Regions from separate parts of the Gasterosteus aculeatus genome. Here region 2 is linked to region 1. A link is a contact called in public Hi-C data. All regions are on one chromosome and are shown on one strand. The core of a region is the stretch at or near the end of the contact, and the rest is flanking DNA. Distances in the headings are between cores, read along the strand shown.

What was found. A called contact is a pair of places that touch in the nucleus more often than the background predicts.
Region 2: a contact with region 1 is called in a Hi-C map of blood and trunk muscle, with 3 times the contacts expected there. The contact joins the enhancer-like site here to the promoter of tiparp in region 1. A contact is called at or near these places in 3 of 6 Hi-C or Micro-C datasets (blood and trunk muscle, skeletal muscle and whole body).

Annotation. Positions count from the first base shown.
Region 1 is chr1:5,408,217-5,413,944 of fGasAcu3.hap1.1, forward strand. tiparp (TCDD-inducible poly(ADP-ribose) polymerase) reads left to right here and starts at 3,084. Exons shown (of 7, transcript XM_040179317.2): 1 at 3,084-4,902. LOC144411607 (a long non-coding RNA gene) reads right to left here and starts at 2,962. Exons shown (of 2, transcript XR_013468811.1): 1 at 2,831-2,962; 2 at 1-2,315.
Region 2 is chr1:5,479,200-5,484,927 of fGasAcu3.hap1.1, forward strand. All of the region lies in intron 4 of lekr1 (Leucine-, glutamate- and lysine-rich protein 1), which reads left to right. Among protein-coding and RNA genes, the nearest start is that of ccnl1a, 29 kb to the right of the region's middle. Within about 2 kb of position 2,827, at least 2 of the 9 cell types and tissues checked have open chromatin away from gene starts, as enhancers often do.

The sequences.
Region 1 (5,728 bases), core at 1,834-4,333:
TTTTAAGATTCCACTCATTCTACCATCAGACTTGTCAAAGCTTCTTCTAGTTATTTACGGGTATAGACTGTTGTCAGAGAGACACTAAAGTACAGGTGGTCTGTGTGTGTTGTAATCCAGAACGAGAGGATAATGATGTGTTTGTGTCTGGAAAACTGAAACAATAGTGTGCCAACTACTACTAATGAGGGAAGGTGCAATAGATGATGAATGTGTGATGAATTATGTTTGCCACTTCATACTGCACCCGTGATGAGATCCTCATAATGGGTTAGTACCACCAGCACCACAGAGCGTTCCCTACAACAGACCCCTAGCATCCCATTCATTGCTTTTAATTAAGAATCCACCCCCTGTGCCTTTTGGCAAATAACATTCTGCTCCTCATGTGCATATTTATAACAGACTGTTTTCAGTTTGCTTGCTGGTGTTTTCTGTCTCGTTTGCATGTGTGCAAGTGTTACACAATGTACGCAACCGTTTCAACTGTCGGGGATCACCTGAAATAGTTCTGGGTGCTTCATATATCAAAGCCGACCCACAAAAACAATTTATTTTCATGTGTCTTCTTTAGGAAAATGATGCAGAAAAGCGTGAACACAAGTTGGTAGAGGAATAGATTATGTACATTAGGTTTATCTATAGGTACATGCGGGCTACAGGTGGCTCATTAGTGATGCTACCCGTTTCATTCAAAATTCAAAATTCATTCAGATTTTATTTGTTGGCTGTGTAAAAACGCTTCACGTTGCGTGATATTCAAAAGATGTGTGTGGATTTCAATGAATCAATGATTAAAGGATTTTGATTGGAAGCAACAGTGTTTTATTGTAATGTTTTGCCCTTCTACTTTGTCACAATGCCACTGGCCTCTGTTCAAATCTCTTAATATCTTGTTTTATCGTCTTGTTGTTGTGTTCTGGATTAATTAATAACTATAGAACTACCTCTAATATAGTATTATCCAATGCGTTCCCCCCCAGTATCCATGTGGCTATTTCATAGTCTTTCATTTCTGTGGTGTTTCATCTCTAGCACAAAAGAATTACTTGTGAAGCCTTGGCACAGCTCTAAGGTGGTATAAGATGGACACAGAACCAGTTTTAGTCTGAAAGAATGGAACATGCTGTGTCACTGACTCACAAAATAAAGCACCTGCTGTGGGCGTTGGAAGTTACACATATCTGGAACTTTAGTCATAAAAAGTCAATAGTCTCAGTAGTTAACTCACACCGCAATCTGTTTTATCAGTGAAACCTGCCAGTATTCAGATGCATAAAATGTTCACATACTGCATCAAAATTCAAAATGGTACTTGAATGCAGGTTAAGCAGCAACATTTAGTTAAAGAATTGACTGAGGGAAATAACGTGTAAGTAAAGTGTTACGTTCCTCTTGTAAATCCGACACAACACCAAAGCCGAATGAAATTCACGTGATTCAAGAGATTAAATGACTGACAATAATCATACAACAAGACTTTCATCGTCGTCTATGGCACCCACGGGTTCCACAGCCCATCCGACACCAATTACGTCAATAAAATGTTTTTTTTGTCTGCACGCTGTGAAACCATTTTGGGCGTAAAACAGGCGTGTCGAGGCTGAAGGCCCGTCACCAGTGTTAACTGATCTGCCTCCAGTAGTTGTGTCATGTGAACAGATAACGTTCAGAGGGTGCGGCCTGAGACGCGGCCCCTTAACCTGCCAATTAGAAAGACCCACCCGGATGACCTTTGTGCTTTTGGTTTGTCAAATAAGTTCACTGTTACTAGCGTGAAGTTCCTGCTCCTCCGGGCATCTTCCCGGCTGGTTTGATCTTTGACCTCCTTTTTAGGGCGTGAGCAGAAATTCACCCACTCGGATTGAAGCATCAGTACATTTTTACAACGAGGGCTGGATAGTTTTTCCATAATGTTTCCATTATGCTTCATGAAAGCACCTCCCAGATGCCCATCGCGCTACTTGTTCTTTCATGCGTGGAGATCAGCCAGTGACTTCTGCAAGGCAACACGCAGGCTAAAGTTGGCAGGCAAGTGTCTCTTTTATAGGGCGTCCTCTGAGACAAGTCAAAACTTGAACAATAGGACGTCGTTATGCATGTCAGCCAGAGAGGAATGCTGGAGATCCGCCGGTATGCAACCAGGCAATTACTCTCATCTACGTCAGCTCTCCCCTGTCTTCAGCCGCAAGCCTGCAATTTCCCAATTACTAACCCTTGCTGGAACTGCTTTGACAGCACCGCGTTTCCCTGGTCGATGGTTGCAGACGTTTCTGTTCATCTCTGACCTCTTGATCCGCAGCCTGTGGCCTGTACTATGGATAAATAAATACATCAAAAACAGAGATGTGCTTGGTGGCTTGTGCGTGGTGAAATGGTTTGCAGCTGTGGCACACCGCTGTTTTCCCTTTTTCAGCTTTGTCCTTAAAGTTTAGGGGGTTAGTGGGCAGAGATGTTAAAGAGGTGTGGGTGCACGAATATAGAGGGGAGATTAATAGGTAAATCATTTCATCAATAACATATTAGATGTGGTGTTTCCTCCATAGTGGCTCCCACAGGGATCCTCAGCGGGAAATGCGGGGGACTTCAATTTCCTGTTATTTCACTTTCTAGAACAATAGGAATAAATACAAGACTGAGTGTCTCATCCGACTGTTGTTTCCCCATCATGACAGAGACAAACGCTGTACACTGAACCCTAATGGCTTGAATATTTGATTGAGTTTCTGGACGTAGGCGTTCTTATGAGAAACAATTCTAAAAATCTATCTCTAAATCTTGTTGAAGGGGAATAATAGAGCACAGCTTGTGACTGTCACAGCAGGCTTACCTTTAAATCCCCTCCTCTGATGTCACAATGCATGAGGTCATGACACCATCCACACAGCGCATGCAGCATAATGTGCCAGAAGCCCTGAATTGTTTTTAATCCTGACGTATCATATCCGCGGTTGATTTGCATTTTGCGCTTGGAGACGAGCCCTTTCGAAAATGCCTCTCTTTAGAAACTGCTTGGTTGAGCAGGCTTGTCTGCACACAACGAAACTTGAGCCGGAAGGCAGCACAGCAGGTTCCTAAATCTACTTCTGGTAAAACAGGGAGGAGAGAGGAGCTGACTCAATGTACTGACAGTAAACAGTTCACCTCCGTATGGAAATGCCACCGATTAAGCGTGCAGTCAGTCCAGTAAATACGCTGAGACGACAATAAATGAGAAAATGACTCATTCTCTTTCTGCTTTTGGTGAAATTATGATAATGTTTCAACAAGTCTCACATGAAATGATCTGCTGTGATCCATCCAAATGTTTCACTACGTGAGTTAACACATTGTGCACTAATGGACTCATATGTAAGGCGGATTATTACACTCCATTTCTAGGATTATAACCACTGTACTGACACTCAAACGTCCTATGAGTATTTACCGTACATTTTAAGGTGTTTCTTTATCTTCGGTTTCCCAAGCCTTTTCTACTTTTTACTCTGTGATATGTAGTGAAATTGTAGATTAAGATTTAACTAACAAGGGATTTTTTTGGGGGGGGAGGAGCGCCTCATAAAGTCAAGTAGACTTGGTTGAGATGGTCTTTGGAAAAAGATACACAGAAACACAAAAGTCACAAGAAAAGCCTCAGGCATTCTCTTTGTAAAGAATTAAAAGGCCTTTATTGAAATGTAATGTTAGACCTAAAAGCAAACTCTGACACGCTTTGCCATCAAAGGGAGCCAGAGTTTGCGCCTTGAGTTTTCTGGAAGGTCTAACATGTCATTACAATAAAAGCATTTCAAGACTTTAAAAACAGAGTGCCATAGAGGTTTTTTTAACCATGATTTTATTTAAACCACTAAAAGTGTTACCAACTTACGACAACCAAATTAAAATGCACATCTTTAATAGTACTCAAATGCCATCCTTTTTACGCGGTATCACATTGTTTCATTAATGTTTAAGAAATAATTATTTATCATATCCCAAAATAGACTACTTGGGTTTTTCAGTTCACAAAACACTCCATTTGGTGGGAGAGTAGTGCTTCGTTGTACTTTTACTAAGTAGGTCCAAATTACCAACCAGCAAAAAGCAGCTGCCCACTGCGGCCCCCAAAACTAGGCCGCCTGGAGAGTAGGCCTCGAAACCGTGTTGCATTATTAAGCTCCCTAATCACATGAACCCGTCCTTGAGGGGTCTTTGGTCACGACATCCCATTTAATTGAGCTCAAAGGGAAAACCCGTGGATGTTTTTTTTTTTTTTTTTCGAAAGTGTGTCAACTGCACACTGACAAAAGGGTCACTTTATCAGAAAATAATCCCGCGATATTATAAAAAGAAAACTGTTGATTTAATCCGCTTTATGACTATTCCCGGCTGGTCTGCCTTTATAGTTGTATAATAATGACATTTCTCGTCTTTAATCCCTACTTCCGGGGCTCGGCGAAGACCCCAGAAGGGGGTCACCGCCACCCCCATGCAGCGTCCCTCCGATTACCACCAGACACCCCCCCCCCCCCGCCCCGCCCCCCTCTGTGAAGCGAAGCCCCGCCTGTGACCAGGTTACGGGGCGGGGCCTGGCGGCGCGGAGCCGGGAGGCAGGCAGAGCTTCGCCACAGCTGTGCTTCGCCCTTTGTCGGTCTCTGCTCCTCGCCTGCGCCTTCTGCACTATCCGCCGAGCAGGATACAAAGAGAGGGACGGACGGCGCGCGGTGGAGACGGAGCATGAGAGCGACGGGGCCAGCGGAAGAACACGAGGAGACCTAACCGGACCACGGTCCGGTCCACGCACGGATAATAAAAATAAAAAATCCCCCGGACCGGGTACGGAGCTCCGCCGATGTACGCACTGGATTTTACCCACCAAAGAGTGTCGAGACCAGGGGGAGAGGGGCGGACTTTATCGCGCAGGTACTGGTTTTTGTCTTCTCATTGTGCTAATTGCCGTTGGGGTTTTACTGCTACGACCTCCACCACCGGGGTTTTACTGTTACGACCCCCCCTTCCAACCTCTACCCCGTCCCCGCAGTCCCGACTCCCGACTCCGGTCGTTTTTTTTTACGGGTATAAGCTCCGCAGAGTCCGTCGAAGAAAGCGTCTGTCGGGCGAGCTTTTGTTGCGCGGTGGGATGAAGCTCCGGGCTGCTCGCCGTGTTTCTTTTGTCGGCGCTCCGCCGCAGTGCCTTGTGTGTGTGTGTGTGTGTGTGTGTGTGTGTGTGTGTGTGTGTGTGTGTGTGTGTGGTTTTTGTGTGTCTGTGTGTGTCGACAGTAGCCTACGTGCAAAGTTGCTCACGCAGCGATGTGAAAGCGGCACGTAGACGGCAGCGGCCGCGTATCGGACTCCCGTGATCAAAATACTCTGTCCCGGGAGGCGCAGAGGGGGTTCGTCCCCGCGGCGATCGTATCGCTGCGGCTCGGCGACGCGGCTGTAATTACACGTATGACGTTAGTGAGAGCACAAAGTAAAAAAAAAAAAAAAAAAAGCAAAAGGCGAAGTGTCCAATGCGGTCCGATTATATATATTATACACACACCTCATTTTCTATAAAAAAAAATAAATAAATCTAAAACTGGTGAATATAATCTACCACTGTTATATACTATATGTATGTATTTTTTCCGCTTCAGTAACCCTTTTCCAAACGATTCATTAGAAACAGTCAGTCATGGGTTTCTAATAGTCTTTTTCAGCTGATTTTTCTCTCGCTGTGTTGTTCGTGTCGGGGAGTGTTTTAATT
Region 2 (5,728 bases), core at 1,577-4,076, 71 kb after region 1:
TGCTGATCTCGCTTTGTCTTCCGTGTGGCTGTGAGTTTTAACAATATTTACAGAGGAATTTAAAAACCTCACAATATATTGAGGGTGTGTTTTCACGGGACACTGTGTGCTCTTTCTCAGAAGCGCTCTGCTTAGAGGCCCACAGTTACACATATTTGCAGCAGGGAGCAGCAACCACAGAGAGATTGGCTCAAAGAATTGCACTTTGGGATTCTAACTTTCTTAGCCACACCTTTAACGGCTAATGTTGCCTTTATACACACTTTTGACTGCACTCGTTAACAGCTATTAGCTGTACTGTCTAAATATTTACGCAACTCCCATAAAATGTTTTATTTGTTCTTGGCATCCCTGACACAGCAATGAAGAACGGCCCATTTATCGAGACCAAATGATGAAATGCTTGTGTGTTTGTGTGCGTGTCAGAGGGGCGTGTGTGCGGCAGCAGGAAGCCCTTTCGAGCGGCTCTCTGCGTGCTCCGATCCTCCGGCGGGGAACTCGCCGCTGTACGAGGTTTCCTCAGCCAGCTAATCGCCGTCTGGCAGGCCTGCAGATCTCAGATACTGCAGCACAGCACACAGGCGTTCTCAGGTAACACATAAATATACACACCGCAGATATACACGCTCTCTCACACGGAGCAACTGAAGCTTCCCCTCTGAAGGAGGTATAAACAGACAGAGGTTTAGACGGTGTAGGATGGTGGTTGAGCAAGAAAGAGAGTGTATGTTAATCATAGCTGGAGCGGACCTGATGGAGACGTATTGCAATAAAGGCGGAGAGAGGGTTGAGCAAACATGCATCGGCAGGAGTTAATATTAGTTTAAATGCTGTATGGACTCTTTTAGGGCTGCGGGCAGCACCCACAGCATAGGATTGTAATGTGTGTGTGTGTATATTTACAATTTAGTTTACAGTCACTCACCAAATATAAAAATAATTTTGTAGGGAAGGAGTGTGTGTGTATGTGTGTGTGTGTGTGTGTTTATGGGTGGAGGCCTGTGTAATACCTCTAAACTGATGAAACTGACCATACATCTTAAAGAGAAAAGCAAGAGCTACTGGGTGCGTGTGTGTGTTTGTCTGTGTGTGTGTGTGTGTGTGTGTGTGTGTGTGTGTTTATCATTGACAGTAAATACCAGAAGGAGAGCTAACCTCCAGCTAACCTCATGGTTGGGTCTTTCAGCACGTCTCTCTTTTCTGCACGTTCCAAACGGCTGCCAAGGGTGTGTGTGCGTGCGTGTGTGTGTGTGTGTGGAGGGAGTTGGGGGTGGATCAAGGGAGAATTTGATAGAGGAAGGGGAAGATAAATAAAAGCAGTCTGCTGTTGGTATTGATGCCGTGTGAAGTGAAGTGTTTGTTCAGTGACGTGAGCATGACAGGCAGCTGCTGCACGAACCAACACATGCAATAAACACACCCAGGAATGCGCACACAAACACTCACACGCACGCATGCATGTAAGCAATGCATATAAAGTTGCAAACTCAGAAACCTGAATTAGGGGTTGTGTTAAACTGCACGCTATGCTGTGTTCTACATTTAGTTGTCTAGCATAGTGTGTATTGTCTCCCAAAATAACAGTTTGTTGCACAAACACATTGTAGATTAGGATGTGAATTAAATAACGCTTTAAAGTTTTATTATCTAAGTGAAAAAAATGCTTTTTTAGAAACTAGACTAGATTCGCTCCAGCTTGTGCAGAGCATTGAGTGGAAATATTGTAGCAGATATAAGAACAACTAAGTGTCTGTTAGTTTCTTTGCTACGCCCTCTGATATGTTTAGACCAGGTAGCTTACTTTTAGACTACTGGAACAAATAAGCTGTGTCGTGTTCCTCCCAATGCCTGGATAGTTTGTGAGTTTGTAGTTTGTTGGCTACGCCAACATCAAGGGTAAAGCCGGTCCGAGAGAGTAGGACCGGGTTTTCCTGCTGCGCTTACTGTTTGTTCTCCAGTCACTTTTACTGTGCCCCTGACTTTTATTTATTATTTTATGGATGAATTCAGGTATTTGCTGTACCGGGTCTGTAATAATTGTTGCATGTGTCTTATTCAGTTGGATGATTTGTAAAATGAAGCGTACTCCTGCTTTTTTCTTAGAGTTGCCTTTGACAGTTTTTCTTAGAAGCCACTAGTCCGTGGAAATGAGCCTAATCGTGTGTGAGAACCTTTCAGTCTCCTTGGGCTGATTTGCAGGCCTCCACAAAACACACACACACACACACACACACCTTAGCCAGTCACCTGTGTATCAGACTGCAGGCCGATATGGGCGTGAGCCCACAGTCACACCGTGCTACCTGTTTGCCAGCGTTCTGGCAAGCAGAAAAATAAGGACGGGGGGGAGGGGTGGCGGGATGCTGAGAAACATAAAGAGGTTGCCTAATGGGAACAGACAAATGTGGTATGCTTAGGTAGAGAAGAAGAGGGTGGAAACTAGAGAACCCTCAAGGGCTGTGGAATTTTACAGAGAGCAAGGAGGGGGGGGGGAAGCACCGAGGGCAGATGGAGATGACAACATCATTTATCCCTGATCGTTTTGTGCAGATGTCAGCAGCTGGCTTACAGACAACTAGATTTCAGGGGGATGGGAGTTTTCAGCCAACACTTTGGAAAAAGAGGGTTGACAGAGATATCGAAAGTTAAAAGAGCAGAATAAGTGTGTCTAAGGTTGTATGGATCTGTGTGTGTGTGTTTTTGTATTTCACCGATCGCTGAACCGCAGCCATCTGCCAACGCCCCGGGCTTTCCTTACACTACATGGTGTCTATTTCCCCGTATGTGTGTGTGTGTTGATAGTGACAGCAGCAGTATGATGACATCAATTGTGTTCTCAGAAGACAGTTTTCCTTTCCATCTCCCGCCCGTGCAGCACTGTCCCCTCGTCTGTCTGTCCCCATCTGTGTTTAACGCTCTGTCTGTTCGCCAGGAGGTACGTCAATACTACGTCATACTACACGGCTAACAGACAAACAGTAGCAGGACGGCACTCTGTCATACACTATAAACTGTTTATGGGGAGAGCTTTTATGTAAATGATTTATCGCAACATTTATAAATCATCCAAAGATTTATTACCTGCATTAGAAATAGACGTATTCTCTGACGTAGGAACATCGAATCGAACAGCTGCAGAACTTTATAATAAAATATCTTAAGGGGTTGGGCACCACAAACATTTTTCGGAGTGTCTTTTGCATAGTAAAATTAATACCAGCTTCTAAACCACAAACTGTGTGTGTTAATAGTCAACTGTAAAGGTGGTTGTAATTAACACCCTGGAGAGTCACATGTTCTTTGATGTTACACTTTAATTAATACTTTTCACCTTATAAATGGCCTCTTGCACTGTAAATACCAGCGTATCTGGAGGCACTGGGTGTGTCTGTGCTTTTGTCGGTTGAGGTGAGAGTGTGTAACCAATTACTGTGAATGTTATTAAAGTGCGATTATTAATGTAGAACTGATGCAGGACGCAGCAGTGTGTTACTGTGATCTACTGTTACCTCAAACCAATTCACAGTAATATATTTTCTAATGAATAACTGGCCAGTTATATGAAAGCTCCTTTTCTAATTTAACAAAACTGTGGTGATAGAAAAAAATCATAATGAGTCTCGACAAAAAATATAGAAAAATATTTCTTTTCACAGTTGATGTAATACTGAGAGATTTTCACTTCCAGTATTACCTAAATGCATTTTTCTTGGAGATTGCACATCTTTGTTGGCACTGAAAGCGATAAATGACTCAATAAAAAAAGATTGATTCCATGGCACACTGTAAGCATCTGATTTTAAATGCTAACCCCACAAAAGCAGCAACATTTTTGTTTTTTCAAAACCAGGCTCTGTAAAATTATAATGTTAACAAAAGAAAATTGGCATTTATTGTGTTGGTGATTTGTCACAACCTTCCCACCAACAATACTGGAATTAAGTACCGTGATATTTACATGCATGTGTTACGCTGTGCGTTGTTGTGTAAGCACGGTGACGCTAATAGAAGCAATGCGGAGAAAGTCGGTCAGATTGTGGTTTGCTTTTGTATTACAAAGTCTTTCTCCTCCATCTAGTATTTATAGCACCATTTCTGTGCTGCCTGTGTGTCTTTCTGCTTGTGTTATTGTGTGTTTGGTATTATTATTGTGAGTTTTCGGTGCCTCTCTGTGTGAGTGTGCGCGTGTTGCCTTACCCATGCGAACCTTGTCATGTCACAGTGACCACAGAGCAATTATCGCTGTATTGCCGCTTTGAGAAGGACCTCCTACACTTCCCTCTTCCTGCAGAGAGACGAGGAGAGAGCAAGAGGGAGCGAGGCCAAAGAGAGGAGAGATAAAAACAAAGCCATAGAAAGAGAGGAAAAAATAGATGAGGAAAGACTGGGAGGAGAGAGGTGCTGAAGAGATGGATGAAGGAGGAGAAGACAATGAGTGAGAGACAGAGAGAGAAAAAAACCCCAAGAAAACACTCGTAGGAGGGAAAGTGTCACGCTGACATTGCTGTGTTTGAAAGCTGTCCAGACTCACAGCCACTGTGCCTCGCGTTACGCTCAGACCGACTCTCAACACACACACACACACACGCTCACAGATGCAAACACATCGCGCTTCTTTGACACGCTTCACTACCCACGCTGCTAACCCCGTCGGCCATGCGGACCGGTCAGACACCCCCACAAAGCCTTTGTCTTTTGGCTGTTTTGGGAGCTTTTTGGATTTATTGAACAGCAAGGACTCGACCTGCAGCACCCGCAGGACCAGCGTGACCTAGTAAACCGCTTGGTTGTAGGCAGCATCGATGTGGGAATGAAAAGCATTTCTCAAGTGTTTCTTTCCCAGTACCATTATTGGGATTAATCCATTAAAACATAAGAAGAAGCACTTTTCTATTGTCATTGGCTATTGAACTGCATCATTAAGGCGGACACACATCGGGATTGATCGAAAATGGTGCCAACGTCCTGTTGATTATCATAACCTCACAATCTAAAACACATTATAATGTTAAATTATGTTTACTGTCTGTTTTTAGTGTATTTTAGTACACAAATCATGAATTATATTTTAGAAGAAGCTCGTACGTGGCTAACTGAGTTAACCGGATCGTTTCTAGGATAAGATGACTTTTCGGTTCCCCCGAATAGCAACACATCAAAAAACATCTGAGCTGCTGGATTAGTTGGAAAGAAAGACCCGTTATGACATCACGACGACGTCCTGTACGAGCGCCATCGATGCTGAAGACAGGAATCATTTATTTACAAGAAGATTTTCTTCGAGCCACAGCGTAACGTGATGAACATGAATATCACGCGCTGCAGCCGAGTATCCACTGTCCCACAGACTGTCTCACACACTGGCTCTCATACTGTCTCACACGCTGTCTTACATACTGTCTCTCATACTGTCTCACACGCTGTCTTACATACTGTCTCTCGTACTGTCCAAGTTTGTACAGTCTTGTGATGCAGGGAACATCTGGGAAGCCGCTGCATGTCGTGCTCTTCGTAAAGTTCTGTTGGTTTATTTGGTGCTTAAAAAACTTCAGGGTGTTCCATTTTTCACTGCTTCAAATGTCTGATTATGAATAACAGATATATGCTGATTTGCCCTTACACAGATTCACATACACACATAATAAAACTTTATTTGCCGTTGTACTGTTAAAAAATCCTAGTTTCCTGGTTTTCGGTGATCGACTCCTTCTAACGCGAGACGCGCGAT